2 separate regions of the Macaca mulatta genome follow, and region 1 is linked to region 2. The links are chromatin contacts, called in public Hi-C maps. All regions are on one chromosome and are shown on one strand. Each heading gives the region's core, a stretch centred on a gene start, on an enhancer-like site or on the middle of the called end of the contact. The rest is flanking DNA. Distances are from core to core; before and after follow the strand shown.

The links. Hi-C and Micro-C count contacts between places; a contact is called where the count stands out from the background.
Region 1: a contact with region 2 is called in a Hi-C map of blood, with 4 times the contacts expected there. The contact joins two enhancer-like sites. A contact is called at or near these places in 3 of 14 Hi-C or Micro-C datasets (blood, fetal cortical plate and sperm).

Annotation. Positions count from the first base shown.
Region 1 is chr15:15,910,745-15,916,712 of T2T-MMU8v2.0, reverse strand. It overlaps RAPGEF1 (Rap guanine nucleotide exchange factor 1), which reads right to left. Exons shown (of 24, transcript XM_077967461.1): 15 at 2,704-2,788; 16 at 499-591. Among named protein-coding and RNA genes, the nearest start is that of UCK1, 69 kb to the left of the region's middle. Within about 2 kb of position 2,587, at least 2 of the 40 cell types and tissues checked have an H3K27ac peak or open chromatin away from gene starts, as enhancers often do.
Region 2 is chr15:15,776,701-15,782,894 of T2T-MMU8v2.0, reverse strand. The region is part of intron 2 of RAPGEF1 (Rap guanine nucleotide exchange factor 1); the gene reads right to left. Among named protein-coding and RNA genes, the nearest start is that of RAPGEF1, 10 kb to the right of the region's middle. Within about 2 kb of position 3,089, at least 16 of the 40 cell types and tissues checked have an H3K27ac peak or open chromatin away from gene starts, as enhancers often do.

The DNA of each region.
Region 1 (5,968 bases), core at 1,338-3,837, 130 kb before region 2:
TGCCTGAGGGATGCTCCCCAACTTGCCCTGCTGAGAGCTGTCCACGCATGGCCATTTCCCAGCCACACAGCCACTGACCACGGTCATCTCCCCCAGCAGGAAGAAGACAGTCCGCCTGACGGAGATTTGTCAGCGGAACCGATATGGCAAGTGCCATGCCGTCAGATGGCCAGCCATGGAAACACTGAGGAGTGAGGGAGAGGCAGCCTCTCCCATTCCAGCCTCCACCATGGCTGGTGGCTGAGAGCATGGCCTGCTGGAGACTGGACCTAAGATACCCATGGGAGCAGGTGGGTGTGGCGGGTTCTCTCCTGAGGGTCCAGGAGAGAACCTCACCCACCTCACCCTGGCCTGCTGGGGACAGGCCATTCTCTCAAAGGACCAAGATAATGCAGGCAAGAGCCAGCTCTGCCCAGAGCCGATGGGCAGGAGAAGCAGGTGGATTGGAGCCTTTGCCTCCCCATTGGCCCCCTAGGACCCCAAGGGTGAAGCACTCACCAAAGCTCATCCACCACCCGCACCAGTACGAAGAATGTGTTCTTGCTGACGCGCTTCTTGAATGTGTCAGCGAAGGGAGAGAATTTCTCGTATGTGGAGCATGGGTTAAAGAAATAGCCACGTGGCCGGCCGGGGGTGGTGGGAGTGGAGGACTGACTCCTGGGGACTACTTGCTGAGCGCTCACAATGTGCCCGTCTCCCTGCGTGTAAAGCACTGGCATCCAGAAACGAGGGCATGGGACTAGCGCAGAGCAACAACTGCAAAGCCAGGATTTGAGCACAGGCATCTGACCCCAGGGATGCCCCCGGCTGCTGTCCTCTCCTGCCTGCCATGCCATCTCTGCTGCACTGTCCAGGCCTGCCTGTCGGGTTCACCCTGAGGTGCCCGTGAGACTACAGACATGTAGAGTGCCTTGCTGAACCTTAGGTAGAGAACAGTGGGCCTAAACCAAACACCCTTAAAACCCCAGGTCGCTGGGCAAGCATGTAGGCCAGAACTGTCTCCTTCCAGTCTTTCTGTGAGTTTCCATCCTGAGGCTGCCTCCCTGGGCTCTGCAGGGGAGCTCTCGCCTCCGTGACACTGGGCCGGGTCTCTCTTCCCAGAGCTGCAGCACGCTCCAAATTGGCTCCCTGTCTCCAGGGCAGCCCTTCTAGCACCCGACCAGCTCTGGCTCATGCCCTGAGGTTGGGCTCTGCTTTGCGGTCAGGGTTTCCTGCCCGGCTGTTGTGCTTGCCATCAACTCTCCAGACCTCTCCGATACCCTCCTGCTCTCTCTCTAGTGATCCTGGACCTTCCAAGTCATGGGGCTCAGGACAGAGCAACGTAGCAGGGACGATGGCTTGGTCCATAGCACAGGGGTCGCCAGCCAATCAGGCCTAGACCTTGATGCTGCACCATTTCCATGATGGCTGAGCCAGGCAGAGGCGGAGAGCCTGGGCGCTGGCAGCAGGGGGGCAAGTGGCGTGTGGCTGCTTTCCCACCAAGCAGCCACATGGGTCAGGTCCTTCATGTCTCTGAGCCTCGGTTTCCTCAATTACACAATAGGAAATTATAGAGCAGTGGCCCCATGTATAATACAGTAATTTTACACACACCCACACACACGTATTAAAAAATGGTCATAGAGCTAGGTGAAAGCACACATGTAAAGCACATCTCGCCTGACCAGCAAGCCCTCGACACGTGTGAGTGACAGCCATTCACTGAGCCAGGCCTGTGAACAGGCGCTCTGAGTGACAGAACTTGCCAGGGACCCGAGACTCCGCCAGTGGAAGATGTCCACGTGTGTCTTGATAGATTCGGAATTCTAAAGGTCACCACGAGGGGAGAACGCGAGGCCAGGAGGTCTGCAGGAGACCCCGAGTGGAGCAGTGAAGGCTCAGGGCATACAGGAAGGGGTGAGGGCGCTGGTGGACTCAGGACTTCCTACCCCAGGTGGTGGCAGCTGCCCAGCAGATGGCAGCCGTGGGCTATGTGCTAAGAGGTGGCTGAGGAGCAGCCGACCCAGCCTGCCCTCCTGGAGCAGCAGCTGCAGGTCAGCCTCGTAGGGTGGGCAGGTTCAGACTTGAAGAAGCAACGGGTCACACAAGTGGGTCCTTCCAAGCCCCTGGGGTCCTTCTCAGCCACTACTGCAGAGGGTGACATTTACTGAGGGTGGGCCCGTGAGGTAGATCTGGGGACAGGAGCCCATTCCAGTTGTGGATGTGGCAGTCGCAGAGTCCGCTGCGGGGGAGGTGACTGTGCTGACCCCTGAGCTTTCTATTTGGGTCTTGGTGTCCATCGTGCCCAATGTCCTGGGGCTCAGCTCTGAGAAGCTGCCAGAGCCGACCATGGGGGTCTCTGCAGGGGCGTCTGCAGGACCGGCACACTCGCTCCCTCCCAGTCCGCGGCATGTCTAATTCTTCTTTAGAATCATCCAATGATCACAACTGCCACCAGGCACACATTCCCAGACTGCGTTCCAGCCTCTTCACATCATTTCACTCGACCCTTTAAGAGATGAGGAGCTTGCCCGAGCTCAAAGCTGGAATGCAGGAGGGTAGAGGTGGGAACCTCAGTCCGTGGGGCTCCTGTGTCCCCACTTCAATCACACTGCCACCCAACATGCTGCTCAGCTTCCCCCACGAGGGCTGAGGGGCAAGAGGGCCCCTCTCTCTCTGAAATGCCCATGGCGCAGGGGCCGTGGGTCAGGCGGGAAAGGATATCTGTACTGCAGCTTCTTGATGAGCTCCTCTGGGGAGATGAAGGTCCTGTAGGTGGTCAGGAAGGCCTCGCAGTACAACACCAAATCTAGAGGGAAAAGCAACACAAGCTGCTTGTCAGGGTGCAGAGGGCTGAGGGTGGGAGCTGCGGTGGATCTGAGTCCTTGCTCTGAGAGAGGCAGGGGAGACGGCATGGGGGAGTGGGACGGGCGAGGGAGCCAAGGGCCTGGGAACCCCCTCTGGTGCCTCCGCCTGCATGTCCCAGAGAAGTCACATGTCCTCTCTGTCCATCTCTCAAAGGAAATGGCAGATCAGAGAGGGAAAACAGGAATGGGTTTTATCTCATGGGCACTTTCTACTGACGATGGTGCTGCCTGGAGAACCGTGCTGTGGGAGCTGAGGCCAGCTCTGGTCCCAGTGGAAGAGGGCACTTAGGCTGATGAGTGATGCCTGCCCTAGGCATCAAAACCCGGAGGCACGCCTGTTCCAGGTAGGAGCCAGCTCTGGATTAGACTCTGAGAGGCTCTGCCTGTCTGAGTCTAATGCTTCAGAGGGTCTTAGCCATCATGGGCACAAAGGAAATAATTCAAACTTGTCAGCAGGATCCTGAAACGAAATCTTAGGCAGTACTTTTATTTTTAAATTATTATTATTATTATTATTATTGTTATTTTTGAGACAGGGTCTCACTCTACCGCCCAGGCTGGAGTGCAGTGGTGCGATCTTGGTTCACTGCAACCTCTGCCTCCTGGGTTCAAGTGATTCTCCTGCCTCAAGCTTCCCGAGTACCTGGGACCACAGGCACGCACCACCACACCTGGCAATTTTTGTATTTTTAGTAGCGGCAAGGTTTCACCATGTTGGCCAGTCTAGTCTCAAACTCCTGGCCTCAAGTGGCCTCCCCAAAGTGCTGGGATTATAGGTGTGAGCCACTGTGCCCAGCCAGTACTTTTAGATGGTAGGGTCCAACCCAAAAATCTGGGGAAATTTCACGTTTTGAGTCCTAAGGGATAGGCTGAAGAGGCACAGCCTGGGCCGGGTACCGAGGAGGGGCGTGGTGCCAGCCACTGGGCAGATGTGGGCTGGCAGCTCCACCCTTCACTTCTCCACGCCTGCCTCCTCTAAGAGGAGGCTGGTACCAGCCAGGGACTCCCAGACTTCCCAGAATTGCAACAGCCTTATTTATTTGCTGTGGTGACACCTTCTCAACTGTGCTGTCTCTAGTATTACAGAAAAAAGTGGAATTTTAAAACGTAGGACACTGCCTGAGCCAACAGGTGGCCACACTCACTCCCTGCAGCCATCCCCCATGGCTGCTGAGGTGTGAGACCCAAGGAGGCTCCGCAGCCGTGCTCCTCACTGTGAGGCTGGGCGCACACATGCACGGCTTAAATCTTGTGCTCTGGGCACAGACCACCTGCTCCCACCTTCTCACTCATTGCCGAGCTGCTGGGTAGAGGAACCTTGAGGAACCAATGTCTCCAGCTGAGCCGTGCTGGCTTGGCTCCTGCCCCCACCCTTGCTCCATCCCCTCCTGCATCAAACAAGAGAGGAAAACCCATGCCTGCTCTTACACTGGAGGCTGCATGGGGTGGGGCCGGCAGGTGAGGGAGGCTCCGGGCTGGGAACCACAGCAGGACCCATGTGCGCCGTGCTCGGGCTCATTCCTGGGCCCCCACACCCAACAAGTTCACTGTCAAGCTTGGATTTTTGTTCAAAGAGTGCTTCAGGAAGGAAGCAGAGATGGCCAGCATAGACCCACACCTGCTTCTAGAAGAAGGGGCCCAAGTCAACTGGCCTTTGCGGGTGCATCATTGCCAGTAGCCATGGCGACTTCGTGGGACTCGCTGGTGAGCACTGGGCCACGCTCTGAACATACGCCACATCCTTCAGTGCCCAGAGCAATCCCACAAGGACAGAGAGGCCTGTTACCCCACCGAGGGAGGAGGAGCCCAGGCACGAGGCCACACCACCACACCGGGTCTGCGCCCATGTCTGCCCAATTTCAGAGCCCTCCCTCCTCTGCTGTGCCCTGGATTACGGCAGATGGGACAGCACCTGGCTTCTGGGACGGGCAGTGCCGTGCCACTCCTCTAGTGATCACAGGACTCTCGGTGTGGCCCTGAGCACTCTGTGCACCCTAGCTCACCTGGTCTTCGTGACAGCCCTAAAAGGCCCCAAAACCGTCCTTCATTTTCCTCCCAAGGAATTGGAAGCTCTGGGGCTAAGTGACAGGCCTGGCACACAGTTGCCAAGGGATAGACAGGATCTAAGCTGAGGCCTGAGGCCAAGGCTGACCTGACCTTCTCCCACGCAGGTCCTGACACCTGAGAGCAGAGCCGCACAACCACAAAGCATCCCCACGTGGCCTCTCCCTGCCAAGTGCTGCTCGGCAGGCTGGGGTCCACAGCTGAGCCATGGGGCTCCCAGCCGCTCGTGCTGCTGGTGCAGTCTATGGCTTGCAGGAAGCACCTGCCCAAGGAGCTTGCTTTGTTACCTGCCACAAGGTGCTTCACCCTCCCAGTGGAGCCATGGCTTCTGCCTCAGTAATACTTTCCTAGGTACAACCTTGGTTCTGGGGAGCCTCCAACCCTCCTGCTAATAACATCAGGCAAAGCTCCCAACGGCACAGAGCCTCCTCTCAGCAGGTCCAGCTAGCAAAAGCCAGAAGCCTCTTGGCTGTCCTGTCTCGGGGCCCCCTCCAGCTTTGGCCACAGCTGGCTGTACCCAACAGGACAGTGGAGTTCACCCTTTGGAGCCGAGGTCTGAAGCCAGCTCCCATTTCAGCCCCTCACTGTGGACAAAAAGGAAATGAAAGTCACTCCTGTGCCTGGCTGAGGATGGAGCCCCATTGTGTCAGGCAGGGAGGGGATTCACTGCAGAGAAGCCAAGTGAGGGCTGCGCTCAGGATGGTGCTGATCACCCCCCCTGCACCACTGACGTGGGGGGCAGGTTTCACACTCCCTCACGTAATCCGCATAACGATGGGCACCGTTCACCCCTTCAACAAGTGGAGTCTGGGGACTGCCCAGGGGCCCTCGGAGCCTGTCATGGCACAGCTGGGGCTAGGATGCAGCATCGCCAGGTCTGGGCCCTGCCCTGGTCAGAACAAACAAAGGGTGAGGGAACAGTGAAGGGGAGGGCGGAACAGTGGCTGCGGTGAGTTTGTGGGAGCCATCTCTTCTTTTTCTCTAATTTTCTGCAACGTAAATATTTTTTAGTACTACTTCCATAATTCAGAAATTCCCCGAGTCATTCTAGGTCACAT
Region 2 (6,194 bases), core at 1,840-4,339:
CGTGGTGGTGGATGCCTATAATTCCAGCCCCTCAGGAGGCTGAAGCAGGAGAATTGCTTGAGCCCAGGAGGCAGAGGTTGCAGTGAGCCGAGGTGGCACCACTGCACTCCAGTCTGGGGGACAGAGCGAGACTGTGTCTCAAGAAAAAAAAGAAAGCAAGCAGGCAGATCCACGCTGCCAGGGTGGGAGAAGGGTATGACTGCAAAGGGGCGGCAAGAAGGCTTTTCTCCCCAGGGCGATGGAATTGGCCTGTATTCTGAATGTGGTAGTGGTTACGCAAATCTACACGTGTTAAAACGCACAAAACTTTATACCCCACTAGCCTGGCAAACATAGGGAGACCCTGTCTCTACAAAAATAAATTTTTAAAATGAAAAGGGTGTGGTGGTATACACCTGTAGTCCCAGCTACTCAAGAGGCTGAAGTGGAAGATTCCTTGAGCTCAGGAGGTTGAGGCTTCAGTGAGCCATGACTGCACCACCGCGCTCTAGCCTGGGTGACACTGTGACCCCACCACAAATGAAAAACAACAAATACAACTGTATATCCCCACAACATCAATTTTACTGTACATCAATTTTTTTAAAACCTCACTCATAAGGGAGAGGTTCCCCCTTTTATCTGTGCAGGCATTACACCCAGCAGCTTACAAGCCCCATTTCACAGAATCCTTACCAAATTCCGGGAAGGCATAATTACTGTCACTCGGACTCAGATCTGACTGAACTAAGTCCTGATTGTTTCAGATAACAAAAATTCTATTTGATCTTTCCAAGACCCTGGGTATTTGCAAATTCTCATTTGTCATATAGTAGTGGGAATTTACAGCTTGGCAGAAACATGTCCACACATAATGAATCTTTCTCCCTGGGGACAAGGTCCACAGAGCTTCCATCAGACTCTTGGGAGACCTATGATCTTAAAAAGCTCAGGAACCTCTGTTCCAGTTCAAGGCCCTCAAATTATAGAGTGGGGTTCAGAGGCCCAGGAGGGAATCCTGGCTTGCCCCAGAGGACACGGTGTGTCTGTGGCAGTGCCAAGCTGGTTCCCTCTTCATCGCCCAAAGATGTCACAGGTCCAAACATTTCTGGCGATTGTGACTCACCTGCTCCCCATGACTTTAGCCTACAGAATTTCCTCAGCAGTACATGCATTTCTCCTGCCAAGCTGAGGCCAGGGAACTCGGCACCCCTGTAGCAAGGGCAGTCCCTAGCCCGAGTCTCAGTAATCCAGGTCCCTAGCCCAATTCTTACTTGTCAAATATAAAAGCTTCATTCTATAACCTTGCATATTTAGGGTAATTAATAGAGAAAGCTCCTCGTGAACAGAAAAAAACAAGGACAGATCATGCAGAAAAGCATGCTTTTGATCTGTGCCTTTGGTTTTCTGATGAGCTCAGAGAATTAATATTTGGAAGGCACTCTTGACAAGCTGAGGCAGAAGCACAAATTAGTGTGGTTATGCTAATTGAGAGGTTCTGTAGCTCCAGGACGAAATGATTACAGAAAGTGAAAAGGGTTGACTGGGCTTTGGTCTCTGCAAATAGCACTGTGCTTCATGCTAGCTGCATGGACAAATTTGCAAGGAGACTACACACGTTTACTTTCACGTACCCGAAATTCCCCGTGGAGCAGGGGTTAAGGAAGACTCAGAACACCACAACAGCATTTCTGAATTTATCTTTACTGTGAAAATTAATCAAGAAAGAAAAACAAAGGGTATGAAATCCCCCTTCTTGCAGTGCTCAATGCAATTTGTACGTTACTTGGTACACGAGGACCCTGAATGTCTTGTGGTTTTTAACTGTCACAAACGCAACACTCTGTGATCATTTCACCTCCAGAGCTGAACAAAGACAATTTAATTAATCCCTGAGAGTCACTCCGCAAGGAGAAACTGGGGAGGTGTCTCTTGAGACAGGGCAAAAAATATACCTGTTGGTGTATCAGCCCCGCTGTGGCTCTGACATATACCACAGCCTGCAAGCACAGGCCCATTCCTTCCAGAGAGACTCAAATGAAAATCAGGGCCTCATGCTCTGCCTGCATGCACTGGGACACGTGTAGCTGAAATGAACTGCCCTCTACTCGTCCTATGAGTGATCACTTCAAGTGATCACTTCAAAAGTTTATTACTTAATTGGAGAAACCTCCTCCCTGGACTTCAGCTTTCTTAGAGAGAGAAAGAGAAAGAACAAACCAGCCTAAAAGGAAATACCTCAACAGCCAGGGACCTCCCCTTCTCTGTGAGTACTGAGGTTTGAATTTTAGTTACCAGATTACCATTGTTAAAGAAATGATCACTTTAGAGGAGAAGGCCACCTGACGTAAGAACAAACGCTAAGGTTTATCGAGCACTTCTCATGTGTCCAGACTCTGATTAAACGCTTTACGCACATCATCTCATTTCATTCTCCCTCCATGCCATAAGGCAGGTACTGTTAGGATTTTCTCCATTTTACAGATAAGTAACTGAGGCTTTGACAAGACAGAGTGACATGCCCAAGATCCCACAACAATGACACAGGAGGGCTGGTATCTAAAGCCATAGCTGGAGGACCTGAAGCACATGCTCTCAAGTCACTGCTCTGCACCGGCTCACCGCACAGATGGAGAGACAGGGTTGGGGAAGGGCACTGATCCGGTACCTCGGTGCAGACCCAGAGGCCATGAGGCAGGTCTCCCAACTCTCAGCTCAGGCTCATGCTGCCTGTAACATGGTTGAGGGTGTGAGAGTTAACATCAAAAGTCTCCTGTGCACAACACAGGTGGTGGCTGATTGTCAGTTCCCCAAGGGCACTGACGCCTCAGCCTTCTCAGTACCCTCTCCTCCCTGGCAGGCTGCTCCACACTCAGTGACAGCCAGCGTTGGGTGGGCGGATGGACGGAACTACTTTAACTCATAAGGGCCACTTCCCACTGTTGTGCCATCTGTGAGAGGTTTCTCCAAAGCAGATTCTCATGCAATATTTTCAGCAAATGTACTTTTTAAGCCACTTCAATAATGGAGAAACCAGGGGCTTCTTCATAAATCTGTAGGCAGATGTGGTGCCACCTTAACAGTCCTACAGAGAGCTGGAAAGCCCCAGGGGGAACCCCAGAGTACATTCTAACCCAAGGCAGTGGTGGTGCCGTCAAGTCAGTCCTAGACCCCAGGAAGGGGAGAGAACTGAAACTCCAGTTCTCAGCAATACACAACCCAACCCTGGCAAGTCACTTCCCTCTTGCTGCCTCCCTTTCCTCAACTGTCAAATTGGCACAATACCTGCCATTGCTGACTCTTTATAAGGACAGAATTAATTAAATCACACACATATCTGAAGGTAAAGCTCCTAGGATCATTCCTGGAACACAGGAAATAATAAATGTGAGCTGCCATCGTCCTCATCCGGGAAAAATTCTTGTGCAACTGCAATACCTTACGATAAGAAACAAATTGGCCGGGCGCGGTGGCTCACGCTTGTAATCCCAGCACTTTGGGAGGCCGAGGTGGGCGGATCATGAGGTCAGGAGATCGAGCCCATCCTGGCTAACACGGTGAAACCCGGTCTCTACTAAAAACACAAAAAAATTAGCCAGGCGTGGTGACAGGTGCCTATAGTCCCAGCTACTCAGGAGGCTGAGGCAGGAGAATGGCATGAACCCAGGAGGCGGAGCTTGCAGTGAGCCAAGATTGCGCCACTGCACTCCAGCCTGGGTGACAGAGCAAGACTCCGTTTCAAAAAAAAAAAAAAACAAACAAACAAACTAACTAACAAAATTAACAAAGCCCAAAACAACAAAGAAACTAATCTGTACAAAATGTTTCAAAACCTATTTTGATGATTAGTTAAGTGCTGTCCAACATTTACTACCATTAAAAACCATCAACAAAACAACCCTCAGTAAGTCCACATACTGCAGTCGAGACTCACAAAGAACCAGCCTTAGGGCCGGGCGCGGTGGCTCATGCCTGTAATCCCAGCACTTTGGGAGGCTGAGGTAGGCGGATCATGAGGTCAGTAGTTCGAGACCAGCCTGGCCAGAGAGACCAGCCTGACCAACATGGTGAAACCTCATCTCTATTAAAAATACAAAAATTAGCCGGGCATGGTGGCGGGTGCCTCAAATCCCAGCTACTTGGGAGGCTGAGGCAGGAGAATTGCTTGAACCTGGGAGGGGGAGGTTGCAGTGAGCCGAGATCACCCCATTGCCCTCCAGCCTGGGTGACAGCAGAGAGAGACTCCATCTCAAAAAAAAAAAAAAAAAAGAAGAAGAAGAAGAAGAAGAAGAACCAGCATTAGAAAGGGCTCTGGGGTGGGTTTATCTACCCTACCAAATTACAACAAAGGCAGCTGAGGCTCAGAGAGATGAAGCAATTTGCCCACCGTCACCCAGCCAGAAGCAAGGCTTCCGCGGTCCCCTGTGAGCTGCAGCAGGACAGCCAGAAGGAGAGCTATCTTTCAAAGGAACCCTCAGGATGACGGGGTATCCTGTTAGCGCAGCAGCTGCCTCTGTGGCAGAGGGGTCCCTGGAAACGCGAAGGCTCATTTTCACCCACGTCACAAAGCCAAGAGAATGATATCAGAATCAATGAAAATACAGATGCATGGGGAATAGTCTGATGGGCTTTAGTCCTAACTTTGCCCCAACTCAGTATATGACTATGTGTAAATTTTAACTCTTTCAGATCTCAAAGACTAAGCTCCGTGTCTTAGTTTCCTCCTCTGCAGAATGAGAACAGTTAACAGTACCTTTCTCCTATTGAAAGGATTAAATGCAACCACAAGTGTAAAACACACAGAAGCGAGCCTGGCACAGCACGTGGTAAGTGCCTAATGAACATCAGCTACTACTATTATTTGTATTTATTATTGAAAGGAGGGGTTGAGAGTAGCCAATTCCATGACTCACGAACAATCATCCATCTATTTATTCAGAACCATCACTTGAAGGAGGATGGGAGCACATGATAACCAGCAAATAAACACAACCACTGTTTCCAACCAGGGGTTTTGTTTGTTTGCTCATTTGGGGTCAGCTAAGTGGCTATTTAACACGGTCACATTCCACTGGCTGTCAGCTGTCCTCTCTTCTCATTCCGTGTCTTTCCTTCTCTCAATTACTGCCAGCGTCACACTCCTGCTCCGTCTTTAACAATACAGTGTGTGGCTGGGAATCGCATCTGCCAGGTCCACACCAATGGCACAAATTTTAAAAAGCTATAGAGCAAATGCCTGAAATCCGGCCCTCTGAACCCAGCCCTGGGCAAACCCACACAGCATCCTGTGCTCAGTGCTCCATTTCTATGCTTTAAAAGCACTGCAGAATTGCCTGATCACAAAACTTAATATGCAGTAAAGTCACTATGTGGTTCCGGCAAGCCAGTGAAAAGCAAAGAGAAAGCCTGCTGCTAAGGGACTGATGGGGACAGAGGTCTAAGCTGTGACAGGAGTCATGGTGTTCCAGGAAGCAGCAGTCCAGACGGCAGGGTGGGTGGGACGTGGGTTCAGAGAACTGCCACCTGTCTTTCAAACTACGAATGGAAGAAGAAAGTGGGACAAAGAGGAATTGTGACCAGCAGACAGCAGAGTTCTAATACACTCAGGTGAGCCTCTCCCCTGTACCTCACGGAAGAAGGGGAAGTAGCAAGAAAGACTGCCCATGCCCCTTGACAAAGAAGGAAGGCGGAGCCAGAGGCACACCAACAGCCTGCACCCCAGCCCTAGACAGCACACACCACACAGTTATCCTGGCAAAAGACAGTAATGCTGCAGAAAGCTAGTCCTAAATCACGTTGAAAGGCCAACTGAAAAAAATAAATAAATAACAAGTAGGGACAGGGATTCCTGGGACGGTGCTCACTATGGGTGTCAGGCTGAGCAGAGCTGGCACAGGCCTTGGTTTGTAAATACAGGGCAGAATGAGCATTGCCTACAAGTGCTTTGCTCCTGAGTATCCCAAAGAACCAGGCAGTCACTACAAGTGGAAGCTCAAAGAACATGCACTGACTGACAGATGCAGCGTCAGAGCCGAGTGGCGGCTCAGCCTTCACGGTGTCCTGGCATTCTCCCAACAGTGTTCTGGGAATTTGATCCTAACTTCATCATTAATGTTCAGAGGACTACAGGAAAACACTGACCAAGGTGTATGGTTAACACAGAACCCCCAACTAATTGCACACCACTCATCAGATATTGGTCCTATTAATGTACC